Regions from separate parts of the Mus musculus genome. Here regions 1, 2 and 3 are each linked to region 4. A link is a contact called in public HiChIP or PLAC-seq data. All regions are on one chromosome and are shown on one strand. Each heading gives the region's core, a stretch centred on a gene start, on an enhancer-like site or on the middle of the called end of the contact. The rest is flanking DNA. Distances are from core to core; before and after follow the strand shown.

Region 1 (5,045 bases), core at 2,084-4,583, 420 kb before region 4:
GGCTATGTGCCTTACTCACACTCAAGCTTTCTGGGGCCTCGAGCTGCTGAAACGATGGCCTCTGATCTCCCTGAGAACCCCGTGGTCAGCGTGGGTGAAAATCGCCCAGACAAGAAACTAAACCCGTGAAGTGTAGTTCTGCATAATGACCACCAGAGGGAACCCGAGGCATACAAATAAGGGTGGGCGCCTTGGACCCATAAAAGGGTCAACATCCCAAACCCAGAGAGCCAAATAACTGAAAGAAAATGTCCTTTTGTCCTCCTTTACTACCTAGGATGACGCCTACCCCTTTCAGAGAAGAAAGGACTGCCGATTGCCCCTCTCCCACAGGCCCATGCCCTGTGCCCTGGTGCCTGGCTGTAAAATAGAGCAGGTCTGGGCCAGAAGTGGGGCTCCTGCCTTGGGACCCTCTTTGCCTCTGTGAAAAGGCGTGAGGCCAGGGTGATTGAAATGACTCACCAGCAGGAGCCCCAAGGGGTCTGCTGTTATTTTAGAACACAGCACATCGTCCCCTGAGAAGCACATTCCTCCCTCCAGGGACCTGGGGTGAAACCTAGCTCCGACTCTGAGCTGTCACACTCAACACAGCCCGCTGCGGTCTCTGAGCTATAGCCCCACCTTGAGACTCCAGAAGGTGCCCGCTCCCAGCAGCCTCCCTGTCAACTCCGGTCCTTGCCTGCCGGCTCAGGCCACTAGTCTGATCTAGGGGAAACAGTTTGCTCTAGAGATGTGTGCGTTATCACCATCTCTCTTCATCAGCATCCCCTGGAGCTATTCCATCCTCTAAACAAACAAGGCCATCAGCTCCAACCCCCGGACCTCATGCTAAATCATTTGAGCAGCACCCACAGATCAGATCAGCAGCTATCTATCTGGTCTCACTTCTCTGGTGGCTAGGCAGGGCTGGGTTCCTGTGTCACTGAACATTTCTGCCACGGAGAATTTGGGCAAGTTGTTGACGATTTCTCTACCCTGGTTTCCCCATATGTAACATGGCACTCTCGGCTCTGGCGATAGTCTACAATATGCTAGAAAGTCGGGTGCGGAAGGGCGTAAGGAAGGGGTGATCCCCTGGACCAGGGTCTGGGGCAGGTAAACGGTGACTTCCCAGGCCAACAAGAGCTGAGATGGCCTCAGAGAAAAGACACTGGCTGTTCAGCATGCCCCTGGAGCCCTCCGTGGTGACTCAGGGGACTATCTTGCCTTCCCAAGCACAGGCTGGCAAAGTACACTGGTGCATGCTGGGTGCCAGGCACCCTGCTGAGCTAAGCTGCAAGAGAGGCTATCAGTGCTCCACTTCATAGGTGGGGAAATTGAGGCTCTGTGCTTAAGAATAGCACTTCTCTCGGTGGCCAGTATTAGCATAAGCACCTGGCCCGCCTCTCTCTGCTCGAGGGAAGATCTCAACCCTACCACCGCCACTTCTACAGAGTAATGTTTGCAAATGACTCTCTCGTTCCTAAAACAGCTGCTCTGAACAGAGAGGCCAGGAGGACCCTATGGCTTCATCCCAGGCTCCAACCATCCCGTGCTCCATACCTTGCTGATGTCGGGGGATCTGGCGCGTCCACCCTCAGCATCACTCAAGGCCTTGGTGATGGCGAATTGCAGAGCCAGGCCAGTCATGGTACCCGTGGACAGCGGCTGGATGCGGCGCACAGCTTGCAGCAGCGAGGCCTTGGAGCCATGGGCCCGGAGCGGGAACTCTGGTTTCACAGTGCTGGCGTAGTTGACCAAGCCCACCCTCGTGGCATTGGGCCCCACATCCAGTGACTCAATGACCTGAGACAGGAATACCTTCACCTTCTCAAACTCCACGGGTCTCACACTTCGAGAGCTATCGACAACAAACACCAGGTCCGTGGGTCGTGTCCGGCAGAGGTGCCCTAGGAGGGGGCAGTGCAGGGAGATAGAGAGTAAGGGCAGATATCAGAAGAGTTTTGCCTTGGGCTCCAGACAGCCGAGGGTGGGTCTCAGTGATTTAGGTCTCAGCTCAGTGTATAGTCTCGGGCATTCGGCTCAGCCCGTGGGGAGGAAGGCGGAAGACCCCTCTGGTCTTAGACCACATACTTCTTCTCTGCACCTCTTTGCAGGAACCTCTAAGAACAAACAAAGGCATGTAGAGACTAGCCTGACTTGCTGGCAGAATGTTAGCCAGGGGTACACTGAGGAACTAAGGCTGGCACTTCCTTAAGGGCCATCAGGGTACCTACCCACTGTCTCTTCATCAGCAAATTTGAAGTCACTTCCCTCCCGGGACAGGAAAGAAGCAGAAATTCCTGATGCCACATTGTCACCCTTGTTTTGCCAAGTGGGCCCCAAGACACCCTGACCCTAGAAACAACGTTCCTCCAGATCTCCAGCAAGGCAGCACCAGTGACTGGGAGGCGCCAGCAATGGATGGGACAGGCCTGGGCTCAGACCCTGGCTTGGCTGCTCTGTGGCCCAGGGCAGGGGGTAGCACAGTTTTGAACCTCATTTCCCATTCATACAAAGGGAGACTAAGCTGAGGGTGGATGTCCCTTCCTATAGCAGAGCTGGGCTCTGGGACAGGCTGCCCTGCCCAGCCCATGCCACATAGGAACAAGTCCATTCCCTGTTGGGCACAAAGGATCAGAAAAGGAAAGATGTGCCTCAAAGCCCTGGCATCTGAGTTTCTCGGGAGACCTTAAACGTGTTCTGTATCTACGGTGACAGATGTTTCCTGCCTGCTCAGCCTCCAAATGGAGAAGTGGGATCCAAAGGCAGAGTTGACCATATCCACGACTCTGAACCTGACCCCTTGTGGCTCTGGGGCTATCTCATGGCACAGACTGAGACAGGTCCTCCTTCTCCACCTCAGTTGCTGAGCATCTCGGGGCTGCCAGAGCCCAGCCCTGGAAAGGGCTGTGGAAACTGACCAGACACCTGGTCTCCTGCGCTGCGCTCACAGAGCCCTGGGCCTGGTGCCGCTCCTGACTCCGGCTGGCTCTTGTGGGGGCTTCTGGTCCCTGCAGCATGGTGGCCCTGAGGATCACCTGTCCTGGTGGCCTTCACTAATACCATTATCTCCACTGCCCTCCCTGAGCCGACACCCTCCAAACCCTGATTCCCATTTAGCCTCCATCTGTCTCTGTGCTCAGCCCCCCCAGGCCATTTGTCAAGGGTCACAGATCCAATGTCCCCAGCATCCATGGTCCCCTTACCTCTGGGCTGGGGGACAAGACTGAGGCTATCAGGGACCTGTAGCAGCAGCAGCAGCAGGAGCAGCAGGCTACAGAGAGCAAAGGCTGGACCAGAGGTGACCTTCATGGTTGCAGCAACTCAGACAGACAGCGGCAGCGGCACACTGGAGGGGACCAGAGGGGGAGATTGCCTTATCAACCACTGGGCAGGGGACAGCACCCTTGCCCCAACCCCCAAAGGCGGGGCCAGTCTGAATGGAGGTGTGTGTCTGAAAGGGAGGGTAGAGGCAGCTGACCACAAGGGCCCCTTTGCCTGCAGAAGGAACTCGAGCCACAGCTGGAATTCAGGAAATCTCAGGTGGGTGGGGGCGGCTCCTCTGGCCAGAGCCCGTGCTGACTTGGACCTACAGCTCAGGGATACTTGAGCCCTGCACTGCCCCTCTTCCCACACCCAAGTCCTCCCCACCCGGAATTCCAAGCCCAGGTTTCTCGCTAAATATGCTTCCTAACCACGTGCACACACACACACACACACACACACACACACACACACACACACCTTCTCCAGCTGCACCGATTCTCTCCAAAAACCACGGGGCCTTTGCACGAGCAGAGCCGACCATCCAGTGTTTTCCTTTTACTAGCTCCACCCCAGAACGATTCTCCCAGATCTTGGTAGCAACCAAGTAGTGTGGCTGTGCTTAGTGTGTGAGAGAATGGGGAGCTCGGAGAGGGACTGACTAGGGGCAGATATGAGAGGCAGATCATGTACCTGTGTGACCTTGGGCAGCTTGCTGCGCCTCTCTGTGCCTCATCCCTCTTCTGGGAGGAGAGACGGTGTCAGTGCTGGCTCACAGAGCTAGGGACAGGGCCTGAGGAATTTCCTGAACTATCTTTGTTAATCCTCACAGCGAAGCAAGCGAGTCTTGTGAGATTACATGGGGAGGCAGCAAGAAGACCGGAGAAGGAAGATGAGGCAGGGGATTGCCACTGTTACAAGGAAAGACCCTGTGCACTCCTCAGGCATAGCTGATCTAGTCCACAGTGATATCTTTAGCAACCATAGCATCATCCTTCACACCCCACATACCTGTGAGGCAAGCAGAGAGATGGAGTCTATCAATCAGCCCACTTTCCATATGCCAAAGTGGAAGCCCAGAGAGGTTAGCCTGAAGTCACACAGCCGGTTCAAGGGCAGAGTCAAGGCATTTTCCCTTTTGTAGCTATGTTAGAGACAAACTTCTCTTTGTCTTCTCCCATTTGGGTTCCATCAGTCCCCAGTTCCCAGCCCTCTGCATCTCTGCAGACCCAGAAGAAACCTCCATGCTGCTGACCCCTCCTTTCACTATTCAGAGGTCTCTCTTCTCCAGAGTGGCTGTATGGTCCCAGAAATTGCAGCAAATATCCTTTCTCCCAAATTGTGCTACATAGCTGTTTTTGCCATTCTGGCCTGGAGGTCTCTTCTATCTCGGTCCCCTTCCTGGCCCTGAGGCCCAAGGACAGTGCCAAGCAAATGCAGAAGTTAACAGAAGGTAGTAATGAATGGGGTCCCATCTAGGTCACATGAAGGGCAGCAATGGTGGCAGTGACGATGGCCACGGTGAGAGGTGTATGTTCTGGTGTGTGGCCCTTGGCAGGGCAGACAGGGAGAGCTTGAGCCAGTGCCCGTTCTGTGGCTCAAGGGACAGAGCCCCGTTGCTGGACCCAGCTGTACCCGTGAAACCGCCCTTTCAGCTCCCTTCTGAATGACTGGTCTGTGTCCCCCGGAGCAACACAGGCGCCTTCTCTGTGTCTTTCTCTCCTCGTTAGCAGAGTCCCAAAATATGCCACAGGTAGGCTTTCAGGAACGAAGCGGGCTGCAGAGAGAGAGAGACGTCT
Region 2 (4,863 bases), core at 204-2,703, 270 kb before region 4:
AAGAAGAAGAAGAAGAAGAAGAAGAAGAAGAAGAAGAAGAAGAAGAAGAAGAAGAAGAAGAAGAAGAAGAAGAAGAAGAAGAAGAAGGAGAAGAAGAAGAAGAAGAAGAAGAAGAAGAAGAAGAAGAAGAAGAAGAAGAAGAAGAAGAAGAGAGAGAGAGAGAAGAAGAAGAAAAGAAAAGAAAAGAAAAGAAAAGAAAAGAAAAGAAAAAAAGGGCAAGGCATGAACCGACCACCAGGTACTATCTTGGGGTCCCCTCCCCAAAGCTAACAGTTGTCAGGGCAGCTCAGAGTCTTGCCTGCCTCCCTACAATCTGGCCACCTTGCTTAGGAGAGAAGGGGCGTGCCGGCCAGCCTGGGCTCTGGTGGTCATCTGAGTGGGTAGGGACAGCCATTGCTCCTGGAGTCAGCCACATGGGGGTAGGACCTAGAACTCCCCAGCTCACTCAGCCCACATTTAGACACCTGTCAACTCAGAACTCACTTGGGAGCTGGGTTCCTCAGAGCAGGGACCCGGCTCATCCACCTGCAGGACCGACCCTCTTCCTCCCGTTCTGCTAGTGAAACCAGAACCAAGTTCAATCCCTTAGCTACTTCGGTTTCTCAAAGGGACAGTCAGGGGTCACCTGGTACCCACCTCTGATGGCACACACACCCATGTCTTCTGGGGTGGGAGCTGAGCCAGGTCCACCATCGCTACACACCTGCACACACATACGTGTGCTTTCACACAGGTCCATGGGTCAAAGCACACACCCCCTCACCCACAGTCACACAGCCTTGGCCATGGTGGAACACAGCGTGCAGAATGGGTCACCCTAGTGTGGAGCGGGATGCGGATGCCATCCAGCCATATGGACAGAGCCTCTCCCGTGCCCACACCCACAGGTGCCCACGCACCCTTCTTAGAAGCAGACACACACACACAGGGTCACCCTCATTCACCCTCGCGGGTCACCTTCATCGACCCACCCCCTCCTCCTCCAATGCCCCCAAGGCCCTGCAGGCAGCTTGGGATGGAGTGGGGGTGGGGAGAAGGCGACCCCAGCGGATACCGGACGCACACGCTTCCCGGCGGGGAGGGGACCCCATGAGACCGGGACACACCCAGCGCGGCACGCGCGACGAGGGGACACGCAAAGACACGCGGGGTACACGCTGGGGACCCTCTTGGGGCCCATCACTCACCCCCGCGGCGCGGCCGGCCAGCAGCAGCAGCAGCAGCGGTGGCAGCAACAGCCCGCGGGCCCCGGGCGCATGGGTGGCGGTGTCCACGCGCTGCCCCTGTGCGGTCCCGCGGCGCGGCGGCCCGGGCTTCATGGCGGCCTTTGTTCGCGGCGCGGGCTGCGCGGGACCTGCGCTCGGCTCCTCGGCCGCCGGCTCCGCCTCGCTCGTTCGTTCGCTCGCTCGCGGCTCCGCGCCCACAGCGGCCGCGCCCGCAGGAAGCGTCGCCGCCGCCGCCGCCACCGCCGCCGCCCCCCGCGCAGGCGGGGCGAGCAGGAGGGCGGGGCCGCGGCGACACCGGCACGCGACACCGCCCCCGGCCTCAGTTTCCCCCCGCGCAGGGGGGGGGGGGCGAGGGGCGTTGACGTCTGCCCCCCTACTGTGGATCCGCGAAGCACGCCGTGTGCGAGCCGCGGGAGAACCTGCTCTTCCAGACAGCACCCCGGGTCTCTCTGCTCCCAGTAGGGTGGTGTCAGAGGACCCCGACTCGGGGTTCCCCCTGGTCCTCCTGAGCTTCTCCTTGGCCTGTTTGTCTGAGAGACACAGGCCCCTAGCCACCCTGAGTTCAGGAAGCAGGGGCTTGGGTCAGCTACAGGCACGCATGGCGAACACCAGCACGCGTCTGCTGCTCACACGCTGGTGAAGTCTCCAGTTTCCCATTCACAGGGGCTCAGTTGCACTAAGGGGTCTCCGGGGAGGCTGGTAAGGGTAGGCGTTGGTTAGTTGGCATGTGAGCTGAGCAGGACACCCTTTGATGTCCCTGCAATCGGCACTATCCATTTGATGGCCATGTGTCCTTGGAAAGAAACCCAGAGCATGAAGCTCCGCACCATATAAGGCAGAGTGTGAGATGGGTTCCCCAGAGGGAGTGAGAGGCTGGGGCATCACAGGTATGCAAGGCTTGCCTAGCTAACCTCGGTAGACATCCTGGGGGGGGGGGGGCGTCCACTCTGTGGCTTACAGATCGCTGAGAACGAGCCAAGCCTGAGTAGTAGCTGCCTGTAACCCCAGTACTCATGACTTAGGAGGCTGAGGCAGAGGGATCTCAAAGCCTGGGCTACATACTGAGTCTCTGTATTTTCAAATATAAGAGGGGAGGGAGAGCTGGTGAGAGATACAGCATACTACTTAAAGATGTAAGTGACTAGTTCCCGGTACCCACACCAGGCTAGACACAACGCCCTGTGACTCCAGCTTCAGAGGATCTAATACCTTTAGCCTCCAAGGACACCTGCATTAATGTGCAGAGGTGTGACACGCATGCCCGCGTGTGCACACATACACACGAATAATAAAAATAAATCCTTTAAAAATGATAAAAATAAATGTTGACACTTTTTTTTTAAGGAAGATGGACTTTCAGGCTGACCTTGAACTTGTGATGTAGCTGAGTATGACCTTGAACATCTATTCCTACTACCTCCATCACATCCAATTTGTGCTGTGCTAAGAACCGAACCCAGAGCTTTGTGCAGAAGGGCATGTGCTCCACCAACTGAGCTACATCCCCAGGCCCTCACAAAGAGTCTTTTAAATCAATCCCATTCGATGCGTTTTGGCATTTGAAGCTAAGATGCCTTGAAGAATACAACATGAAAAGATTGACCTGCCTAGGAATCAGGAACTGGCTTTATCACTAGCATAGCCAGGAGCTGAGGGACTCTAGCTTTGGGTTAAGCAAGTGCTTGGGTTCAAATCCTGGTTCTGACAACCATGGGCTCTGGTACTTGTTTGTACAACTTCACCTCTCTGAGCCTATTCCCCAATGTCTGATGGAAATGAAGACCATATGGGCTTCACTTATTCATTCAACAAACATATTGAATGCCTTGTGTGTACCAGGTCAGGGGACAGGCTGGGAAGCTTTTGTGAGCTCTTCCTTTTCGTGTACTGGGAGTTCAATCAATGTGGTTGGGACTGGTTCTGAGGTGCTCTCAAAGGTTTAGCTGGGCCGGGCGGTGGTGGTGCACGCCTTTAATCCCACCACTTGGGAGGCAGAGGCAGGCAGATTTCTGAGTTCAAGGCCAGTCTGGTGTACAAAGTGAATTTCAGGACAGCTAGGGATATACCGAGAAACCCGTCTTGAAAAAAAAAAAAAAAAACAAACAAACAAACAAACAAACAAAAAGGTTTAGCTGGAATCAAGAAGGAGACCCAAGGAGTGGCATGTCAACTTGGTGCAAAGAAAACCTTGGGGCAGCTGGATCTGACTGATGGGCAAAGTACTGAGCTGCCCATGCTGGGAGGCAAGCAAGGCTGACAGTGTTGCTCAAAGGAGCCTACCAGGTTGCCAGGGAGCATGGCCCAGCCTTGCCTTCCTCATTCTGCAAACCCCCTTTACTGAGATCCCGGCAGGAAGCCTTGTGGGGAATCTTGGGCTAGGAGCGCCACCTGCTGCTTGTTATAGGTATAGTCACAGACTGGGTTGAGATGCACATTTAGTCCCTGGAACATCACAGGTCACCCTGCCTATACCACCGTGTGTGTCCTTATCACATCCCCAGAACACGAATGTCTCCTTCCCTGTGCTACCCTCATCCAAACAGACTCCAGAAACTGCCTTCATCCAGCCGCAGGTCACCGGGCAAAGACTTCTTGACTCCAAAGGCAGAAACAGTCCCGACCACGCCCACCCCAGTCCTTCTGTCTTTCCTGGAACTGGGAAAGTCCAGATTTTCAGTGGACAACTGCAGGGCTCTAGCCAGGCCGCCTGTCCTCCACCCTTCTCTCTGACAGGACACCAACCCATTTTTCAGAGCTGAAGAACTGGGCAGCTGTTAAGATGACACACGCTGGAGTCACCCGGGAAGAAGGAACTTCAGTTGAGAAAATGCTTCCATCAGCTTAGCCCATAGACAGATGGGGGAATTTACTTGATTAATGATTGAGAATGTGGAAGAGCCCAGTCCACTGTGAATGGTGTGATCCCTTTGCAGATGTATAAGAAAGCAGGCTGGAGGTAGAGAGATGGCTCAGTGATTAAGAGCACTGGCTGCTCTTCTAGAAGGCCTGGGTTCAATTCCCAGCACCCACAAGGCAACTCACAACTGCCTGTAACTCCAGTCCCTGTGGGTCAGATGCCCTCTTCTGGCCTCCTTAGGCACAAATGCTGTGCACAAACATACAGGCAGGCATAACACTCTTACACATAGAAATAAATAGATAAATAAATAAATAAATAAATAAAATATTTAAGTCAGGTGGTAGTGACATGACTTTAATCCTGGCTAGTCAAAAGACAGAGGCAGTGGCAGACATACTCCTGATTTATTAAGGTCTGCCTGGTCTACAGAGTGAGTTCCAGGACAGGTAAGGCTACACAGAGAAACCTTGTCTCAAAAAAATAAAAAAGAAATAAGGAAGGAAGGAAGGAAGGAAGGAAGGAAGGAAGAAGGGGGAGGAAAGGAGGAAGAGAGAGAGAGAAAGGAAGGAAGGAGGAAGGGAGAGAGGGAGGGAGGGAGGGAGGGAGGGAGGGAGGGAGGGAGGGAGGGAGGGAAGAAAAGCAGGCTGAGCAAACCCTGGGGAACAAGTCTGTAAGTGTACATTCTCTCCTTCGGTTCCTGCCTCCAGGTTCCTGCCTTGAGCTCCTGCCCTGACTTCCCTCAGTGACTGAGGGTGACCTGGGAGCTGTAAGACAAAG
Region 3 (4,829 bases), core at 3-2,502, 360 kb before region 4:
GGAAGTAACCAGGGGAGGAGCCCCTGGAAGATGACATCACACAGCAGGTTCCCACCTATCAGCACCTGGATGAGATATTCCAAGCAGAGAAGGCACGATCACAGGAAGGAGCCTCCACCACAGGGAGAAGTCTGGTGACTTTTGAACATGGAAGGCCACCTAAGGCCAGCATGGCCAGAGCGAGAAGAGGATACAAGAAGAGCAAAGCCCCCATGTCAATTTCCAGTGCTGATAAACCCCTTTCTGGGAGAGTCAAGCCAACCGGGTCCCTGTCTCTAGCAATCCTGGCTTCTAGCTTGCAGGCATGAACATGCAGAGCACGTGGAGCTGGGTGCCTATGCACACATGTGCACATGCACATGCCTGTGCACTGTAGCTCAGCCAGGAAGAAAGACAGAGGGAAAGAGGAGGTCAGACTGACAAGAGCCACAAGTGCCCAGCATCACACAGCTGTGGCCTACCAGGGTCCTCGGGACACTGAGGGGTGCCACCCCCCTTAGCTAAAGGCTCAGGTAACCTGCCCCTCACCAAACAGCTTTTCCACTGTCCTGCTCCAGCCTTAGGGAACTCTGTCTGAGTCCACCCACCTCTCCTTCCAACCATTGACCTGCGTTTTGTGGCCCCACTCCACCTCTACCACAACCTGATGCTGGGGAAGGCAGAACAAGTTCACAGTGGCAATCTGGGGATGTGGGGGCAGGGTCACTGCTTTAAAGGAACAACAAAGTGTTAGCTAAGTGATGTCACCAGCCCAGGGCAGCTGCTGATGGATGTCAAGACACAGACACACACACACATGGACACATGCACTATACACATACATACACACACACACACAGAGAGAGACTAGTGAATATATTTTTGAGTTCTTTTTCATGGCTATCATGTTACCCCCTGGGGCTGATCTGGGACAAAACAGGAAATCCCAGAACCAAGCCTGCCAGATGAGGCAAGGGGCTGGGAATTTGAAACCCCCTCTGCTCTCTACAGCCTCCTATCCGACCCTGCCTCCTGCAAGCTGGGGCTAGCTGCCAGGATTCTCCCAGAGGAGAGGTTCCCCCTCCCCAGGCACTGCCAGGGCTCAGTCACGGAGTCACAGCTGCAAATTCCTGCCCTGTACAAGTCCCCAGACCCACACAGAGCTTCCTAGAGCCATTGTTAAATCCACCTTTCCGGATATGTCATTTCCCTTGCCGTCTTTGAATACAAACGTGAGGTTAGCCTGATGTCCAGCAGGGGGCGGGCATGTTTCATTTGCCAGAGAGCCAGCAGTGGGTTCAGGAGGCGGCTGGAAACAACCCTTCCTCCAGCAGCCTCCCATTAAGACACAGCTCCCCGCCCCCCCGCCCCTCGCGCCACGCACAGAGCAGGCTTCTACACCTTCGCATACACTGGAGCCCTGTCAGGCTGCAAACGGAGCGAACCGGCTCACTTCTGGTCGGGCCTCTCCTGCACATTCTTCACTAGCTGCCTTACCCAGAACTCCATGCCTTTTCGATGCCAGCCTGCTCCTCTACGGGGAGAAATGCCTGGGTGGATGAGTGACTGATGGGTAGAGAAACCCAGCTACCAGCCACCCACACCGTTCAGAAACAAATAATTCAATGCAGACATCCCGGGAGAAGACAATTTTTTTTTTTTAATGGCCAGGCAAGCATTCTAACACTGAGTTATAGCCTCAGGCCTCCCTTTTTTACATTGTTTTATTTTGAGACAGGGTCTTACTTAAAGCTCAGGCAAGCTTTGAACTTAGGATCATCCCAGCTTGGCCACCCTAGTAGTTGGAAAAATAGGCTTAGCCAGCAAGCTCAGTGCAATTTGAAAAATATACAGCACTCGTTGAGTCTAAGGACCGGCCACCTCATGATCTGACTTGACTCTTTTAGGTCTGTTGGGCTTGGTGGTATTACCCAAAGTACAGAAGGGGAAACTAGGATTTTAAGGGGGCCCAAGGTTGCAGGCTATGTATGGGTAGGTGCAGCAGGGTTCCAAATCCAGTCGCCTTCCCCCTTCATTTAGCTATGCACCAGGCCCCACCTATGAGTCTCTGGGTGACCCCAAGAAGTGGAGAAATGTGGCAAAGTCCTGGTGCTTGGCTGGAAGTGTTCTGGCCTAATTCTTAACCTAACCCAAGTCCCATAAGTGAATGCTGGTAAGGCACTCGTGTGTGTGTGTGTGTGTGTGTGTGTGTGTGTGTGTGTGTAACAGAGAGAGAGACAGACAGACAGAGAGACAGAGAGACAGAGAGAGAGAGACCTCCCACAGACCTGCTAAGAAGCCCCCTGTTCCCACTTGCAGGAGGTCCTAAGAAATTAAACTGTTGCCCAGTGCCACTCAGCCATCAGGCCGCAAAGCAGAATTCAAACCCAGAAGCACACATTTGCAAAGGCTGAGATTCCAGCCATGTGTACATTACTATTCATAACACTAGCAAGATTACAGTCATGGAGGAGCAATGAAATAATTTTATGGTTGGGGGTCCACAACAGGAAGAACTGTTTTAAAGGGCAGCAGCATTGGGAAGGGTAAGGACCACCAATTTAGTATGTTCTGAAGAGGCTCTCTGGGCTGAACCTCAGCTAGGTTCACCCGCAAAAGCTGCTGACCTGACAGGCTCCCAACAGAGTCAAGGCCACAGCCCCAGGCACCAGAAGGCAGCTTTGCTGAATAAAAGGGATTCCTCCTCTCCCCAGAAATAACTTATCCTCAGATCTTTGTCTTAATACAAGCCGTGACTAACAGAAACCCTCTCCTTGCCACCACCTTTCTCTGGGCTTCATAGAGTCAAACCTCAGTCTTAACATCTGTAAAGTGGGATAATAGTGCTGGGGTCACAGATCAACTATAGGTTTCTCTCCTGTCAATCTCCTAAGGCTGTGATTTAGCCAAGGGAGATCTCTCATGTATTCGTTTATTCTCCTGCTCATCCATCCATTTAGGAGACTTCCAGACTGCTAGCCTGCTGGACCAAGCCTGTCTGCACTCCTGTTCATCACGTAAATGGGATCAGGGATTGTATGGAAAGTGGAGATCAAGCAGGTAAAGCCGGTGGCAGCACCCAGCACAGAACAGAGCCCATCTGGGTATCATTATAGGTTCTCAAGGAAGATGCGAAGAAGAGACAGTTATTTAGGTAACTGTCACCCAAGGAGACTCTTGCTGATTCGGGGAAGGACCATCAACCCATGGGAATCGGGGAAATTCCCAGAAATGGTGCCAAGGGGAGACTAAATGGGAGGAGACATGAGATTAGAGGTGGGAGTCACTCCGGGCAGTGGCAAAGAAGTTCAGAACCTCAGGGGCCTCTGGGCACACTCGATGATGCCCTGGGCTGTGTCTGCGTCAGTTTGAGGACGCACAGATGGGAAGGCAAGTCTTACTATTGTGAAGCCATGGGCAGAAGAGGGACAGAATCCAATCTGCCTGTGAGAAAACACTGTGTGGGCAAAGTTTAGAAAGACGGGGGCTGGGGCAGAGTCTCGAGAAGCTGTGCAGTGGGTGGACCAGAGGTGGAGACTGAAGAGGCTGTGTCTGAGGTGGGAGCCAGGATGAAGGAGGGAGCAGAGAGGAATTAATTGCAAACACTTCTGTCCCCAGGAAGAGGGGCTGAGGCAGGGCAGTGGTGGAGGTGACTGTGACCACCACGGTGAGTCGGTCGGTCAGCTGGGACTAGAGTGAGGCTGGGGTGGGGAGGGGATGTCCACACACTGAGTCACTTGACTTATTGGATTTCTGAGAAGTCGCGCCCCTCCCCCATGCCCTCGGCAGCCAAGGCCACTCTTCAGAGCTGAGCTGTCTGAGAGCCCAGGTATTATACAGGATCTGAAAGACCATGGCAGGGACAGCCCAGTGGCCCTGAGCCCTGAGACAGAGTGATTTTGTGGGCTATTAAATAAAGCGTATCAGCCTGACGCAAGTTCCCTGGGGAGATGAACTTGACAGTTAGTGTTGGGAGTGGAGCTCAGTACCGATCCAGAGTCCGACCTCACCCCTCAGCCTCATCTTTGACACACACACCCCAACCAGAAGAGCTGGCAAAATGGCTCAGGAGGTAACGGTGCTTGCTGCCAAGCCTGACATACCTGAGTTTGATTCCTGAGCCCTGAGCCTACAGGGTGGAAGAAGAGAACCGAGTCCTGTGAGCTGTCTGCTGACCCCACACATAAGCCAGATATTCTCCCTCTCCTCTCCTCTCTCCTCTCCTCTCCTCTCTCCTCTCCTCTCCTCTCCTCCTCCTCTCCTCTCCTCTCCTCTCCTCTTCTCCTCCTCTCCTCTCCTCCTCCTCCTCTCCTCTCCTCCTCCTCTCCCCTCCTCTCCTCTCCTCTCCTCCTCCTCCTCCTCCTCTCCTCTCCTCTCCTCTCCTCCTCCTCCTCCTCCTCCTCCTCCTCCTCTCCTCTCCTCTCCTCTCCTCTCCTCTCCTCTCTTCTCCTCTCCTCTCCTCTCCTCTCCTCTCCTCTCCTCTGCTCCTCCTCCCTCATTCCCTTCCTCCCTCTCCTCTTTCTCCTTCCCCATCAAAATGGTGTCAAGTGGAAGTCAATGTCTGACTGGATTGTCATAGCCAGAGATAGACATTACACATATTTACAGACAATGATCCCACGACTCCCTCAGATGAACTAAGACCTGAGATCACACAGATGGTGATGGTGACAGGCCAGAGCTCAAACCACTGCCCAGAGCAAACCCAGGACCTTCCCACAAGCCTCTCCCAAGGGCCAAATAACCCAGGCTATCATTCTATTGAACACATGCTATACCTGTCCTGAGCCATTTCCTGGGACCAACTCGGTTAGCAATGACCCCAGTGGGGTGGGTCCCAGTCCCCAGAG
Region 4 (4,879 bases), core at 1,105-3,604:
GCTCAGCAGTTAAGAGCACTTGCTGGTCTTGCAGAGGACTTGAGTTAGGTTCCCAGCATACACATGGCTGCTCATAGTTTCAGGGGATCCAGTGCCCTCTTCTGACCTCCTTGGGCACCAGGAACACACATGGTGCAGATATGCATGTAAGCAGAGCATTCATGCATAAGAGAGTAAATACATCTTTTTTAACCAAAAAAAAATGTGCATATATACTGAAAACTGGGAGTGGGCGCCATGGTACATTCCTTTAATCCCAGCACTCGGAAGGCAGAGATAAGGGGATCTCTGTGAGTTCAAGGGCAGCCTGGTCTACACAGTGAGTTCCAGGACAGCCAGGGCTAAACAGTGGAATCCTGTCCTGATAAAACAATAACAAAAAAACAACCAATCAAACAAAAGAAGATAAAAAGTAAAGAACGGTTTGGTTGGGGATCTTAGGCCCTGGATAAATCCTGGTTGGACTGTACAAAGCTGTGCTGATATGGCCATGTCACCACATGAACTCCTCAGAGACATAGCTGTGAGACAGAGAGAAGGAACATTAGTCCCCAAAGCCAGAACCAACAAGCTTTGCAATTGTTCCATTGCAAACTGTCTCTGTGGCCTGGGCCTGTGTTTCTGATTCCCTGCTGGTCCTGCCTTAAGTGCTGGCTGCATTTCATACTCAGTTGAGACCCAGCAGCGTTTCCTACCTGCCCAGGTACTGTTGACTTGGGATCTTCATCCTATGTAATACCCTACATACATCTTTGTCTGTCTTCATGTGCTATTCACGGAGAGCAGGCCCACAGTGGCCCTGGGACCTAGCTGTGAAAAGAACTGCTGCCAGAAGTCAAGAGTCAGGTAGTGGGGAGCACTCGGGAGGCAAGAGGCAGAGACAGGCAGATCTCTGTGAGTACGAGGCCAGCCTCAACTACAGAGCAATTTTCAGGACAGCCGGGGCTGCTACGGAGAAAAGGGGGAAAAAGTTACCACGTACTCTCAGAGTGCCAAGCTAATGTCCTTCGGTCTTCCGCAGTGACCCTGTAGGGTGGTTTGAATAGGAATGACCTTCACAGACTGCAGAATATTGATGTGTTTGAGTACTCAGCCATAGGGAGTGGCACCCTTAGGAGGTATGGCCTTGTTAGAGGATGCATGTGTCACTGTGGAGATGGTCATATAGGCTCAGTGTATGCCAGTGGGGCACAGTCTCCTGCTGCTTGGCTCCTCCAGCAGCATGTCTGCCTGCACACTGCCATGCTTCTCACCATGACAATAATGGACTAAACCTCTAAGCTGTAAGCCAGCCACAAGTAAAGGTTTCCTTTTATGAGAGATGCCATTCCGTGGTCATGGTAAATCTTCCCAGCAATGAAACCTTAACCAAGACACTTTGTGAAGCAACTGCTATGTATATTTCCCCTCGTAGAGAAAGGAAAAGAAACCCAGGCATAATGATGTGGGTGGTAAAGTTCTTGGGAGGATAAATCCTGTTATATTTTCATATGTACACAGTTTCGGGGCTGGAGAGATAGCTCCCGGGTTGAGAGCACACTGGCTGCTCTTGCAGAGGATCCGATTTTGGTACCCAGAACCACATCAGGCAAATCACTGTTAGAGCTGCCTGTAACTCCAGCTCCAGAAGACCCAATGATTCTGACCTCTGTGGACACTTCAACTCACTTACATAGCCCACAAATAGAGACATACTTAAAAATTAAAAATAATAAAATAGATTTTAAAGGATATAGTTCTACATGAGACCTTGAATACTCTAGGACTCATTTGCCTGGCTTTCTTTTCCTTTCTATAGGAGGGGAAGTATACATAGCAGTTGCTTCACAAAGTGTCCTGTTAAATGTTTCATTGCTGTGAAGATTCACCATGACCGCGGCAACTCTTAAAAAAGAAAACACACTACATGGCACCCAGGACCCTAGTGCGGCCTGCAGGGCAGCAGGGCTGCTGCGGAGCTTGCTACCAGACTCCTCCAGGCCATCTGCTTGCTCGGTCTTCCCTCCCGCCCTTCCCCCACTTAGAGGACCTTGCCGCTCCCAGCCTTGGTTTTGCCCATCCCGCCAATTTTCTTCCCTCCAAGTCCATGCCTCCTTAGGGCAGAGGTCTAAAACTCCCGCCCATCTCTGCCTTCTGAGACAGAACACCACCTTCCAAAAACCTCTCTCAACCTCTCTTGGGGCCCCACCCTAGCTCCTCTTCTAGAAAAGAAGCAAACCTGCCTCATCTACCTCGGTTCCGCCCCTAGATAGGCCCCGCCCATCCGTTGCTCATCGCCACGCCCCTAGACGGGCCCCTGCCCCCACTATCCAATGCACTCGCTAGCTCGCTAGGCTCCGCCTTTTGGACCCGCCCACGACCGGCTCCTCCTAGACCCGCCCCCTGTGCTTCTCCAGCTCCTCCTGGCTCAGCCCCACCTAGACCCCACCCCGCTTCTTCTTTGTTCCCACTGGGAGCGGCTCCTTTTCGGGGAAATGAGGATTTCTTTCAGCTTGGCGGGTCTGAAGTCCAGTTCTCGCTGGTTCCGGGACGCCCGGGCATGCTCGGTGTAAGAGGTGTGTGAGGGCGCTGGGCCAGGCCTTCCTTTGTTCCCGACAACATTCACTAGAATGCCCAGCCCTCCTACCTGTGGAGTCCGGATTATGCAGCAAGGAAACTGATCGCCTTGTGACCCCTGGCCTGGGCCACCTGCTTCTTGCTGCAGGTGGGAGCAGAGAATTCTGTCCCGGTACGGATCGGAAGGGTACCCAGTGTGCTGGCTGCCGGCTCCTGCCTTCACATGATCTCCATAGAAAAAGCGAACTCCCGCCCCACGCCCCCACCATGTCCCTCAGTCCACCTCTTTCTTCTCTCACTGCCCAATTTATGTCCGGTCCTTGTCTCACCTCCTGTCTTTGATTTCTCAGACACAGCCACACCCTTACCTTCAGGTTTGCTTCTGAAATAATCCCTTAAGGGATTTTTCCAATTACTGTTTTAACAATCGAGCCATAATTGGATGGGAAAAAAAGGCTCTGCGATTAAAAGCACTTGCTGCTCTGGCGAAGAAGCCTAGTTCGGTTCCCAGTACTCATGTTACAGGCTCAGAACACGATTCCGTGAGTTTTCCCCTCCCGGGGAACTTTGTAACTTAGTTTCTCATTTTTATTTCTAATGTCTGAGGTGTTGGGGTTCATACCTTATGGATTTATGGATTGGGGTAAGGACTCCCATCACTGAGGTACATCCTAGCCCCGTTTTTCTTCACTTTGTGCATTCTCTATCAGGGGTGGGGAGGAAGCCAGAAGCGGTGTCAGGTTCCCTAAAATAAGTTACAGACACTTGTGAACTACTATGTGGATGCTGAAAATCAAACCCTGGTCTTCTGCAAGAGCAGTAAGTGTTCCTTTTTTTTTTTTTAATTTATTTTATGCATGTGAGTACACTGTAGCTGTCTTCAGACACACCAGAAGAGGGCATCAGATCCCATTACAGATGTTTGTGAGCCACCATGTGGTTGCTGGGAATTGAACTCAGGACCTCTGGAAGATCAGTCAGTGCTCTTACTAGGCTGAGCCATCTCTCCAGCCCCTATTCCTGTTTTTAAAGTTTAATTAATGCATTGTCCATGCCTGTTTGTGGGGTGCAGTGATATCTCAGTGTACATGTATAAAATATATCATGAGTTTTATAAATTTTTACAAGTGAAACTTCCTATAATTCGTGCCCTTATAAAAATACAGGAAGCCGGGCGTGGTGGTGCACGCCTTTAATCCCAGCACTGGGTAGGCAGAGGCAGGCGGATTTCTGAGTTTGAGGCCAGCCTGGTCTACAAAGTGAGTTCCAGGACAGCCAGGGCTATACAGAGAAACCCTGTCTCGAAAAAAAAAAAAAAAAAAAAAAAAACAGGAAAAATGTCCCCCAAATTAGAGTAAATAAATAAATTACTGGGGGCTGGAGAGATGTTCAGTGGATAAGAGCACTGGCTGCTCTTCCAGAGGACTGCAGTTTGATTCTCAGCTGCCCACATGGTGGTTCATGCCACTGTCTTTAGTTCTAGTTCCAGGGGATCTGATATACTCTTCTGGCCTTCTGGGCACTCTGCGTATGTTGTACACACACATAAACACCCATCCACATAAATAAAATGGAGCTTTGGGGTCCCTTTCCAGTGACTGTGCACCTCCATCCCCAGCTACTCCTCCAATAACTGTCACCATAGGGAAGGTGATTTTTATTTTATTTTATTTTATTTTATTTTTACATGTTTTGAGACAGAGTTTCTTTTTTTTTTTTCCATTTTTTATTAGGTATTTAGCTCATTTACATTGAGACAGAGTTTCTAACCCTCACTGTCCTGGAACTCACCATGCATGTAGTTCAAAGTGGTCTTAAACTCATAGAGCCTACCTCCAGAATGCTGGGATTAAAAGTGTGTATCATGCCGGGCATGGTGGTGCACGCCTTTAATCCCAGCACTCGGAAGGCAGGCAGATTTCTGAGTTCGAGGCCAGCCTGATCTACAAAGTGAGTTCCAGGACAGCCAGAACTATACAGAGAAACCCTGTCTCAGAAAAAAACAAAACAAAACAAAAAAAAGTGTGTATCACCAGAAAAAAAAAAAATCTGGGCAGTGATGGCACACACCTTTAATCCCAGCACTTGGGAGGCAGAGGCAGGCAGATTTCTGAGTTCGAGGCCAGCCTGGTCTACAGAGTGAGTTCCAGGACAGCCAGAACTACACAGAAAAACCCTGTCTCAAATAAATAAATAGATAGATAGATAGATAGATAGATAGATAGATAGATAGATAGATAGATAGATAGATAAATAAATGGAAAAGAAAAGAAAGAAAAAGGGAAAGAAAAGGGTGTGTTATCATACCCAGCAAGGTTGGTTT

The links. HiChIP or PLAC-seq counts read pairs in DNA pulled down with a chosen protein or histone mark.
Region 1: a contact with region 4 is called in an H3K27ac HiChIP or PLAC-seq map of embryonic stem cells, with 3 times the contacts expected there. The contact joins the promoter of Matn1 here to the enhancer-like site in region 4. A contact is called at or near these places in 3 of 39 promoter capture datasets (embryonic stem cells, hippocampal neurons and stem cell-derived epiblast-like cells), 1 of 484 Hi-C or Micro-C datasets (cerebellum) and 1 of 115 datasets of contacts at active chromatin or transcription factors (embryonic stem cells).
Region 2: a contact with region 4 is called in an H3K27ac HiChIP or PLAC-seq map of embryonic stem cells, with 3 times the contacts expected there. The contact joins the promoter of Sdc3 here to the enhancer-like site in region 4. A contact is called at or near these places in 1 of 39 promoter capture datasets (liver), 5 of 484 Hi-C or Micro-C datasets (embryonic stem cells and olfactory sensory neurons) and 5 of 115 datasets of contacts at active chromatin or transcription factors (embryonic hindbrain, embryonic stem cells, forebrain and 1 more).
Region 3: a contact with region 4 is called in an H3K4me3 HiChIP or PLAC-seq map of bone marrow-derived macrophages, with 5 times the contacts expected there. The contact joins two enhancer-like sites. A contact is called at or near these places in 2 of 115 datasets of contacts at active chromatin or transcription factors (bone marrow-derived macrophages and embryonic stem cells).

What each region holds. Positions count from the first base shown.
Region 1 is chr4:130,942,673-130,947,717 of GRCm38.p6, reverse strand. It overlaps Matn1 (matrilin 1, cartilage matrix protein), which reads right to left and starts at 3,333. Exons shown (of 8, transcript NM_010769.2): 1 at 3,189-3,333; 2 at 1,543-1,889. The coding sequence starts at 3,294.
Region 2 is chr4:130,789,127-130,793,989 of GRCm38.p6, reverse strand. It overlaps Sdc3 (syndecan 3), which reads right to left and starts at 1,453. Exons shown (of 5, transcript NM_011520.3): 1 at 1,188-1,453. The coding sequence starts at 1,319.
Region 3 is chr4:130,875,149-130,879,977 of GRCm38.p6, reverse strand. No RefSeq gene overlaps it. Among named protein-coding and RNA genes, the nearest start is that of Gm35294, 6.5 kb to the right of the region's middle. Within about 2 kb of position 1,252, at least 59 of the 459 cell types and tissues checked have an H3K27ac peak or open chromatin away from gene starts, as enhancers often do. A contact at or near this core is called in bone marrow-derived macrophages, where this site is marked.
Region 4 is chr4:130,517,851-130,522,729 of GRCm38.p6, reverse strand. No RefSeq gene overlaps it. Among named protein-coding and RNA genes, the nearest start is that of Nkain1, 54 kb to the left of the region's middle. Within about 2 kb of position 2,354, at least 295 of the 459 cell types and tissues checked have an H3K27ac peak or open chromatin away from gene starts, as enhancers often do. A contact at or near this core is called in bone marrow-derived macrophages, cerebellum, embryonic stem cells and 2 more, where this site is marked.